Linked DNA regions of Zea mays: region 1 is linked to region 2. A link is a contact called in public Hi-C data. All regions are on one chromosome and are shown on one strand. Each heading gives the region's core, a stretch centred on a gene start, on an enhancer-like site or on the middle of the called end of the contact. The rest is flanking DNA. Distances are from core to core; before and after follow the strand shown.

Evidence for each region. Hi-C and Micro-C count contacts between places; a contact is called where the count stands out from the background.
Region 1: a Hi-C map of leaf shows a contact between it and region 2, with 7 times the contacts expected there. The contact joins the promoter of LOC103638085 here to the promoter of LOC100276867 in region 2. A contact is called at or near these places in 3 of 25 Hi-C or Micro-C datasets (ear and leaf).

Annotation. Positions count from the first base shown.
Region 1 is chr9:21,336,419-21,341,374 of Zm-B73-REFERENCE-NAM-5.0, reverse strand. It overlaps LOC103638085 (CDT1-like protein a, chloroplastic), which reads right to left and starts at 1,497. Exons shown (of 7, transcript XM_008661075.4): 1 at 1,054-1,497; 2 at 689-808; 3 at 364-598; 4 at 1-247. The coding sequence starts at 1,427. LOC103638084 reads right to left here. Exons shown (of 6, transcript XM_008661073.4): 5 at 4,072-4,383; 6 at 2,861-3,983. The coding sequence ends at 4,357.
Region 2 is chr9:21,190,470-21,195,382 of Zm-B73-REFERENCE-NAM-5.0, reverse strand. It overlaps LOC100276867, which reads left to right and starts at 2,949. Exons shown (of 2, transcript NM_001150571.1): 1 at 2,949-3,276; 2 at 4,527-4,913. The coding sequence starts at 2,961. The coding sequence ends at 4,570. It overlaps LOC542113 (Nucleosome assembly protein 1-4), which reads left to right. Exons shown (of 12, transcript NM_001111745.1): 12 at 170-412. The coding sequence ends at 229.

The DNA.
Region 1 (4,956 bases), core at 248-2,747, 150 kb before region 2:
AAGCAGCCTTCACCAGTGGACTGGGTGCACTGGCTGTTGCAGAGCCGATCGGAGATCTCTGCGAGAACCTCCTCTTGAACGACTGTGACATGTGCGACATCACAGCAGCGGTCTGCTGCTGTCCATTGACATCAGATGGCTTGAGTGGGGACGAAGATTCAGGAGCAGTCCTTTGTTCGTCCTGGGGCAAGCTCGATCTCGCTCGGTTGAATGGGTGTGGCAGCTCGTGCTCTGGAATGTCATCTCCCTGAAATTAACAACAGAGGCAATGTTATTACAGTCTTCATCTGATTAGAAGGAAAAAAACAGCCTTGAACTTCTGACAAAGCAGTAACCAAGTGTTAAGAATAGCAGTTTCCTTACCTCAGGGTGCTCCCTGTAGAATTCCACGAGCCTCTGCCTAAAGGTCCTTCTTAATGCCAGGTATGCAGTTTCTCCCTTTTGCTTAAGGACGTTCTCAACAGCACCAACTAGGAGGTTCACCTGAAGATCAGGGTACATGCAGCATGTCGTGTCGTCACGCAAAAGGATCTTGTTGATGACGATCGCCTCTGGCATTATGTACTTGAGCTGTGCAAGATGGCTGTGGGTAAATCTCCTGTGGGCAGTCACAGAATTAGGAAACTCGTTAATACAGCAATCCAGCGCTGTAGTTTAATGTATGAGTATTTGTGAACAAGATTTATACCGCTCGGTCAAATTCTGAATGCTAGAACAGATGTTGGGGAACGTGGCCTTGGACCCCTTCATACGGAGCAGTCGGGTAGAGCTCTCCAGGCAGTTGAAGAACTCGAAGAGCATCTCATAACTGCAATAACAGTGAAGATATGTCATCACCAAAGAATCATATCGCCTAACAGTGAAGAATTATTCGTGGTTTTAGTATCTAGATGTTCTATTACATAAATTCGCTACTAGGTGCTAGACTTCAGATTGGGGAAAAGGTAAAGTAAGCGTTGCTAGATGCCTAGATACTAATACGAAATCTGCAAGCGGTTCGATTTTCAAGCACAAACCAGATCTGGAATCACATCGGGGGACAGAGATCTTTACCTCTCCGGCAGCTTGACCTCCGCCTTGCGCTTGACGGGACTCCGGCCAGCCCCGGCGCCAACACCGAGCTCCCGCTCGACGGACTCGAGATCATCCTCCACCGCCGCCTCGGCCTGCGCCGCGGGCCGCCGCAGCCCGAGCGCCGCCCGGCGGATCTCCTTGACGGAGAACGCCACGCTGCGGCCGCGCGCCCTCGGCATCTCCTCCGGCTTCTCCGGCGTCGGGATCTGCTCGAACGCCGCCGCCGGCGTCATCTTCTTCGCGGCCTTATCCGGCGTCCGGACCTCGTCCGCCAGAGCGGCGGCCTCCCGCAGCTTGCGCGGCGGCGGCGCGGCCGTCGTCTTGGCCTTCTTGGATGGCGGGGTGGCGTCCATCTCAATCTTGAGAGGGCGAAGGCGACTGCGGTGTCTCGGTGAGTGGTGGTTTGGGTCGGGGATTAACGACTGAGGGAACAAGATAAGGACGGTGGATATATACGGCGGGTTACCAGGTGGGAGATGGCGCGAAGATCTGGCGGGAACAAGCTGGCGCCAAGGCCTGGCGGGAACGGAGATGGCGCGAAGAGGTGTGGGCGAGGCCACGTGGGCAAGCGAGTTGGGAGGCGTTCGCGCCAAGATTAGGCTGGCATATATCGGGGTCACGTTGGCGGCTGCTCTAGTGCATACTGTATATTTTATTGTTAAGCTATATTTACCTTAACATTACATCATCTTTTCTTTTATAACATAAAATAAAATATTTTCCTGAACATAAACAATATATTTCATAAATAAACTCTACTTTATACGTTGAATTTCAGGATTTAAAAAATAATTTTTTAAAACATTTTGAAGTTCAAAAGGTTAATAACAGTTAGTTGATGTGGTGCACGTGTGACTTGGGATGGATTTAGATACTTATTCGGATAAACACATAAATTTTTGCTATGTAAATTTATATTATTATTTTTAGTATTGAATCTATTATTTTTTATAAAAAGTAAACACTGAATTTGTTCTATATTTTTAATACTTGATATAAAATTTGGATACCTATCTGGATACAGATTAGATGTTTCTATTTTTGTTGCATAGAGAAAATAATACATACATAAATTTATATAGAAATTTATTATTATACTTCGTAATATTATTAATATCTATATTAAAATATTAGATACATCCCTAATGTGGACCAATAAAAACTATATCACTAAAGTCGATCAATTATGGTTAGTATCGACCGAACAAATCGTATCAGATCCAGCAATTAGACGATCAAACCAATCAACATTGAGACCGACATGATCGGTATCGGCGTCTGTTCAAACGTCCAGAGCTAGCAGCGTTGTTTTTTCTTTTAATGTTAATTACCATTTTTTTTATCAAATCCAAAATATTTTTAGAATCAAAGTTAAAATGTTGATTTTGAATTTATGGTCAAATTTATATCACACCTATATTATAAACTTTCACATTAGGATAGAGTATCTCTAACAAGGTACCTCAAAATAGTGACTTAAAAATTAAAATATTGCGTCATTTAAAGTGCAATTAGAGTATTGCATCATTTAAAGTGATTAGAACATTAAAAACAAATTGAGCTCTATCAATTAAACTCTAATCATGTAGTTTAAGGAATAAATTATATTATTAGAAAAAAAGGTTATGGATAATATAGATAGGTCACTACTAGAGCCATTTTTTATTAATCAAGATATGGTCCTGATTCAATTGAATCATTGTTGGAGATGATATTAGAGGCAAAATTGCAAACAATTTATAAAAGGAGAGTACAGAGGCAAAGAATCCGACATTCATTTTAGATATTTAAAACGACAACAACAAAAATCTTTTAGAATAGGCTAGAGTTGAAACTCAACAAAAGCCAAAAACTAAGGTTCATACAGCCGTTTCTCATACGCTCATATTAAGACAATCTTTTAAGTACGTTCAAATATTTAAGAGCTGCATAGAATCCCTGGTCACTACTACAAAGGAAGATTAAACTTCTTGTTCATTTCAAGGATAACATCCCCAAATATCTCACAGCCTTGCACGTTCTTATCCCAGTTTAACAACCTATTATGAAGATCAATCACAAAATCTTTATCTTGATTTGGCTGTTCCAACGTCTTAAATAATGACTTCACGCACTTGAGCAGGTATGGGCCTGTCTTGTTTCTGAGTTGGCTGACAAAACTATGACATTTATCTTCGCAATCAAATATCAATGGGGCCATATCCTCAACTACGTCAAGCCAGCCAAAGATGAGATATGCTCCAGTCAATGCCCATCTCTCAGCAGTACCAATGCAGCTGCCTAAGAAACCATCATTAGTGGCATCATCTTTTGTTTTTACTCGTGCTCCATTTGACTCCAGAACCTGCCCAGTGCTTGTGTAGCGCAGGAGGATGTCACAGTTCTGCTCGTTAACACAACTAGGTGATACAAGCAATACTCCCAAAGGAATCCACTGATGCAACAGGTTAAAGTATAAGGGATGGAGGTCCGATAGATTTCCAACTTGTGCTTGAGGAAAGGCAGTTGGGCTACAACATTTTACACAGCGATCATCAAATTCTTTAACAAGGGAGCTTATAGTGTTGACTGGCACATGGAATTTCTCAGAGTCCGCAGCTGTGGGTATTCGCAGTTTCCTCCTATTATTCACAGTACTTTGGTAGCTTACGCACTTTTTGTTGTTCCTAGCCCAAGAATGTGATATTTCCAAAATATTGTTTGATAGCATCTCGCGTTGATCATGATTATAAGGGCATAGCAGCCAAGAAAGGTAAAAGGCTGCCCTCTGAACAAGACTGACATCACTTATTGATTCAGCAGTTATCTCTTTGGATAATGTTTCTGATAAATAATCTTGTGAGCCTTCTCTGTGGAAAAGTAAAGCAGTTGCATAACTGAACCAAATAGGGAAACTAATAATCATGTACCTGCAGAAGCACAGTTATAGCAGGTGCAGTTAACTTCTGTCAGACAAATGCTAAACATCTAGCTGTGTTGCATATTTAAAAACCATACCAAGCAGAATTGTATTTTACCAATCCCTTCGATGGTTGTAATTGTAAGTTTTTCTGCGAAGAGCATCTAGTTCTTGTGTTGTCCAAATGAACCAAGGCACTAATATAAGAAACTAGGTCCAAAAAACCTTTATAAGATAAGGGTCCAGTTAGTATCGCAAGCAAGTCACTTTGTTGGCTTGGGAAGTAAGCATGAGAAAAGGGAAATCTCTGCCCTAATTCTATGGATATTCCCCATGACATAGGCTTGAGAAGAATGTCTAATGCTGATGATACCAATGCATTGTTAAGTTCTAGCACAGAACCCAAACCCCTGCACAAATAAAGGATGAATAAAGAGATTTTACAAGAAGCAGTCCTTAAACAGTGAGCCCACAATGTATAACCACTAACCAGTTCAGACAATACATAAAGATGTGTAAATGTAACATTCATAATAGTACTGTTGGTAAAATATCATTTAGGGTACAACAAGCAATGATACAAAAAATAAATAACTAAAAATTCAGTCAATTTTAGTTCTTTAAAAATGTAAGGTTAAAATTGGAATTAAAAAATTAAGTGATAAATGTGGAATAAGCTCTGCAGAGATGGTTTGGTAGTGTTCATCATGAAATCTGTTTCAACCCACTTTCCTAAGATAACTTTAACCAACGACCTGTTTGGTGCATTCCTAATTTTGCCTTGTCTATGCTTTAGTCATATCGAAGTTTCTGAAATAACTATTTGGTGGAGTGTCATGATGTGGCAAGCCACTCAACCTTTGCTGCTCTGCAGTTCTATCTGTAAGATTAAAAGTATGTGTAGAAGCCCATTGACCGAGACCGAGAGAAATCAAACTCAGTGCAAACAAGAGTACAGAGCATTTCATGAGTGCTTAAGGTGT
Region 2 (4,913 bases), core at 1,700-4,199:
GATCTGAAGTGTCCCTCCCTATATATTCCCTCCGTTCTTTTTTATTTGTCGCGGTTTAGTTAAAAAATGAACTAGCGGGCGACAGATATTCGAGAACGGAGGTAGTATCTATTTTCTTATTTCCCAGGTATCGAATCAATGCCAATATCTAACTGATGGCGTGTTACAGGCGCCACAGAAGGTGTCGCAGGGAAATGCGGAACAACCAGCGGAGTGCAAGCAGCAGTAGAATGGCCTGTTGATGTTGGTTGATGCAGTATTTTCCATTGAGCTGCCTAGAGGTTATGTGTGCGCAGGCCAGATGTTGGTGTTGATATCTCAAGTGTGGTTTTTATTAGTAGGCGGTGAGGGTGTTGTCTGGAGCACTTTGGTGCTGCGTTGGTGGATGGATATTGGTTTGCAACTTGTCTGCTAGTGTCTTGGGGATTCAGCTACGTGCAATCGGATGATATTATATGGTTGTAATTATCTTTGCACTCGGCCTATAACGGCTCTTTATTTGCACTGTGTCTATGTTGGCTATCTTGAATTGATTTGTAGTTGCTTAGGCTGTTCCATTGCTATGCCAACCATTATCTTGTATTCTTGTATATGTAGTTCAGTCCTGTTAGATAGTAACGCACAGGCGATTCTTCGCGAGACGAGCATCGGCGACAGGACAATCAACACAATCGGATCTGTGGCTCGTGGTCTTGTAATTGACAAAATCGGATCTTTGGCGGTGCAGCGTGCTGGAGATGAAGATTTTGGATTATTCCCGACTGCGATTTGTTAGTTTGATAATGATTTTGGCAGCAACCCTGTCTTGTTAGCTTGATGTTGTTGACCATTGTCTTGTTGTCAACTTTGACGTTGCACGGTGACGCTGCGAAGACGCCAATTACGACCCTTGCTATCTAGCTCCCTAGCTGTGCCCTGCTCATGTATACGTATAATGGTGATTGGCCATTGTATTTCAGACTTGCGGTAAACTAAGATACTTTTTTTCATCGTAAAATAGTTGTCGCTACGGTATTCATACCAGTTAAACATTTTTATGTTTAATTAGATTGGATTTTAGAAGATATTAAAACATTTGTACCTCTAAATAATTTATTATACAAAAGAAATTTTAGTTAAACTTCAGATATTTTGAATCTTTTTAAATAAAATAACTTATCGTTTCGAAGAGTGAGAGGAAGTACTCTATGACAGGGAAGTATAGTTTTGGTACTGCATCAGTATCTTTCTTTTGCAGAAGAGAGGATAATGGTCCAGTATAGTCTCTTTGTGATTTGTCATTAACCATTTTTTTCTCTGTTGATATATATACAAATGATTTAAAACTTGTACTACCTCCGTTCTCGATTATTTATCGTTGGTTAGTTTTATTTTTGAACTAAACCGCGACAAATAAAAAAATGGAGGGAGTACTCAGAAGTACATGCCGAATCATAGTACGAGAGAACATGTCTTGCATCTATACTTTAACGATAATAGACTTCTCAATAAAGGAAGTAAACTGGAATCTTGTTAGAGAAGGGTGGGAGGGTGGGTTTGGGTGTTAAACTTCTAATAGGATGTTCTACTTCTATACGTAGGCATCTATACTTTAACAATAATAGACTTCTCAATAAAGGAAGTAAACTGGAATCTTGTTAGAGAAGTGAGTTCTCGAATATTTATCGCCGACTAGTTTATTTTTGAACTAAACCGCGACAAAAAAAAATGGAGAGAGTACTCAGAAGTACATGTCGAATCATAGTTTGAGAGAACAGGTCTTGCATCTATACTTTAATGATAATAGACTTCTCAATAAAGGAAGTAAACTGGAATCTTGTTAGAGAAGGGTGGGAGGGTGGGTTTGGGTTTGGGTGTTAAACTTCTAATTGGATGTTCTACTTCTATACGTAGGCATCTATACTTTAACAATAATAGACTTCTCAATAAAGGAAGTAAACTGGAATCTTGTTAGAGAAGTGAGTTCTCGAATATTTATCGCCGACTAGTTTATTTTTGAACTAAACCGCGACAAATAAAAAAATGGAGAGAGTACTCAGAAGTACATGTCGAATCATAGTTTGAGAGAACAGGTCTTGCATCTATACTTTAATGATAATAGACTTCTCAATAAAGGAAGTAAACTGGAATTTTGTTAGAGAAGGGTGGGAGGGTGGGTTTGGGTTTGGGTGTTAAACTTCTAATTGGATGTTCTACTTCTATACGTAGGCATCTATACTTTAACGATAATAGACTTCTCAGTAAAGGAAGTAAACTGGAATCTTGTTAAAGAAGGGGGGGTGGGTGGGTTTGGGTGTTAAACTTCTAATTGGATGTTCTACTTCTACACGTAGGATTTCACTATGTTTTATTATTATTATTGTGGTTATTATTGTTATTATCGTCGTCGTCATTATTATTATTATTATTATTATTATTATTGTTATTATTATTATTATTATTATTATTATTATTATTATTATTATTATTATTATTATCATTAGTCCATTAGTTTAGTGAGTATCAAATGAGTAAACATAGCTTGAGGTGCAAACCAATAATTTGGTGCAAATTGTGCAAATCAATATGTTGTTGGAAGTGGAGGATGTATTTGAAAATATACTAGGGAGGTGGAAGGATTGTTTTGAAAGCTAATGCACGGTGACAGGTTGTTTTGAATTTTTTTTATAACTGCTTGCACAATTTACACAAAGTTTGGTTTGCAGCTGATGCGTTCCCTTTTAAAAGAGTAAAATAAGGGTACACAGATCGTCGTTCCGCAGCGATAGAAATACAAACCGTGTGCTGCATCCAAAGGGAAAATTGCAAACGTGCAAATCGTTTTGAACTGAGCCCGCCAACACAAGGCCCACTGAACGCTGCGTCCCGATGGGCCGTTCACACGTTCACGGCTGGGCCCGACTAACCGCACGGGTCGCCGTCGGAGCTCGGCGAATCTGCGCAGACGACGAGTGAGCGCGATGGAGGCGGCGCTGCGCGGGATCAGGGCCAAGCTGACGGAGCACCGGGAGAAGGTGATCAGCGGTCTGCTGCTGGGCTCGGCGGTGGCGCTGGGGTGGAAGTCGTCGGAGCAGCAGCGCGAGATCCAGAGCCTGTTGGCCGAGAAGAGCTCTCTCCGAGCCACCAACGCCTCTATGTCCGCCGCCATGTGGGCCTGGCGGGAGGAGCTCTTCGCCCTCGCCGCCGCGCCCTCCTCCCCCATTTCCGCGTCCCGGCTCCGCCACATCTACGGCGAGGAGGAGCCCGCGCCGCTCGCGCCCGCGCCCGCGCCGCCAGGTAATGTGATCCAGTATGTCGAAGTGCCGCAGTGTTATGATTAGCGTGCTATATAATTCGATTCTGTATATATATATTTTTTGTCTTGTAGAGCTAGAGCATAGTAGTACTCCGATGAAATTTCCCGTTTGATTGGCACCGAAACGTATACTAGTTGCGATTTAGTACCCCATTTAGTTTGCAATCTCGTACATACGAATTGTTATACGATCTGGTAGGTCGTCGAAATGCCACTAATCTAGTGCGATTTCGCTGTTCTAACTGTGGAGGTTATGCTCTTGCACCTGACTTGCCAAGGTGCTTTGCTGCACTAGTATACTATGATTGTGATTATCTTTACTGTACTGAATTTACAATTTCCTGTGTGAAGAGTGGAGGGACTTAAACAGCACATCATATAGTGTCAAAATTATAATCTGGAAATCAGTTTGTGGGTTGCACACTTGCTCTCCTGGAACCATATTTTAGAGAATTGCTTATAATGTTTTTACACTTTTTCCATTTGATAATGCATACCATTTTATCCATTTGAAGTTCCCTGTCCAATTAGTATTAATTTATTCCAGGATTCTGTTGCAAAAAAATGCTTATGCTATACTACCATATTGAATGAGATTACACAATAAGCACTAAATATACGTCAAGGTTTTTTTTGTAGCCGCAATTCTGCAAATGTGTGGTTATGCTCTTTTCCTTGTTCATGTATCAGGCATCTCAATCACATTGTACTAATGGTCTAATACTGGTACTTGATAACGAGGATGCGAAGAACAAATTTATTCTATGTCAGAACAATTCATCGTCATAGTTGAATTTACCATCCAGTCCATAATCTCAATGGTAGATGTTCTGGTTTTTCATGTTCTCCGTGTTTTCATTGGAGGCGTGGAGTATGCATTCTGTTCTTCTATTAACAAGGTATTATGATTTATGAATCCACAGTTTGTCCACCAAAGCACCAACCATGCCTTAATCTGTACATGTTGGCATGGCTTTACCACCAGAGTCCCTTAACAAATAACAAGTGTGTGCAGTGAGGGTGATTCTGTCTCCCCTTCCCAATTCTTGAACTAGAATTCTTCGGGTCACAGAATCACACCTGTGTTTTTATTCGCAAAACAAAAGCATCGCATCTACGTTGCTCGTGGCAAGTAATCGCGAAAAAATGATCAGCTCACTGAATCTCGCATCTGAATTTCGAATGCATCGTGGCTAGAATAAAACCCTTGGCCTTTTTTTTCAATGTGCAGGAGCAAATGATGGGAAGGAAGAGGAACCGATCTCCATAGCCTGAACTCTTTCCGCACTTTTTTCCAGTCGAGCGTGTGCCGTCCGTGTACAGCATGGCCGGCTCCCTGAAGGCTAGGAGGATGCTTTGCTAGATAATCACGAGTACCTGTGCGCTGAATCGCAAATAATTTTCATGGACCTCACCTAACGAAAGGAACAGTGGAGCTGTACCGTTACCGTGGACTGACATAAAGTCCAGTCACAGTCAATGTTATATTTCGGTGCTGCTACTATGATGATGATGAGCTTCAGGCTCTAGATTTTTTTTTTGTCTACTTCAGATGCTGTGCTTCAAGCAAAGTCGAGTGCCAAATGGACAAGGGAATAGACAACAAAACGTACACGAT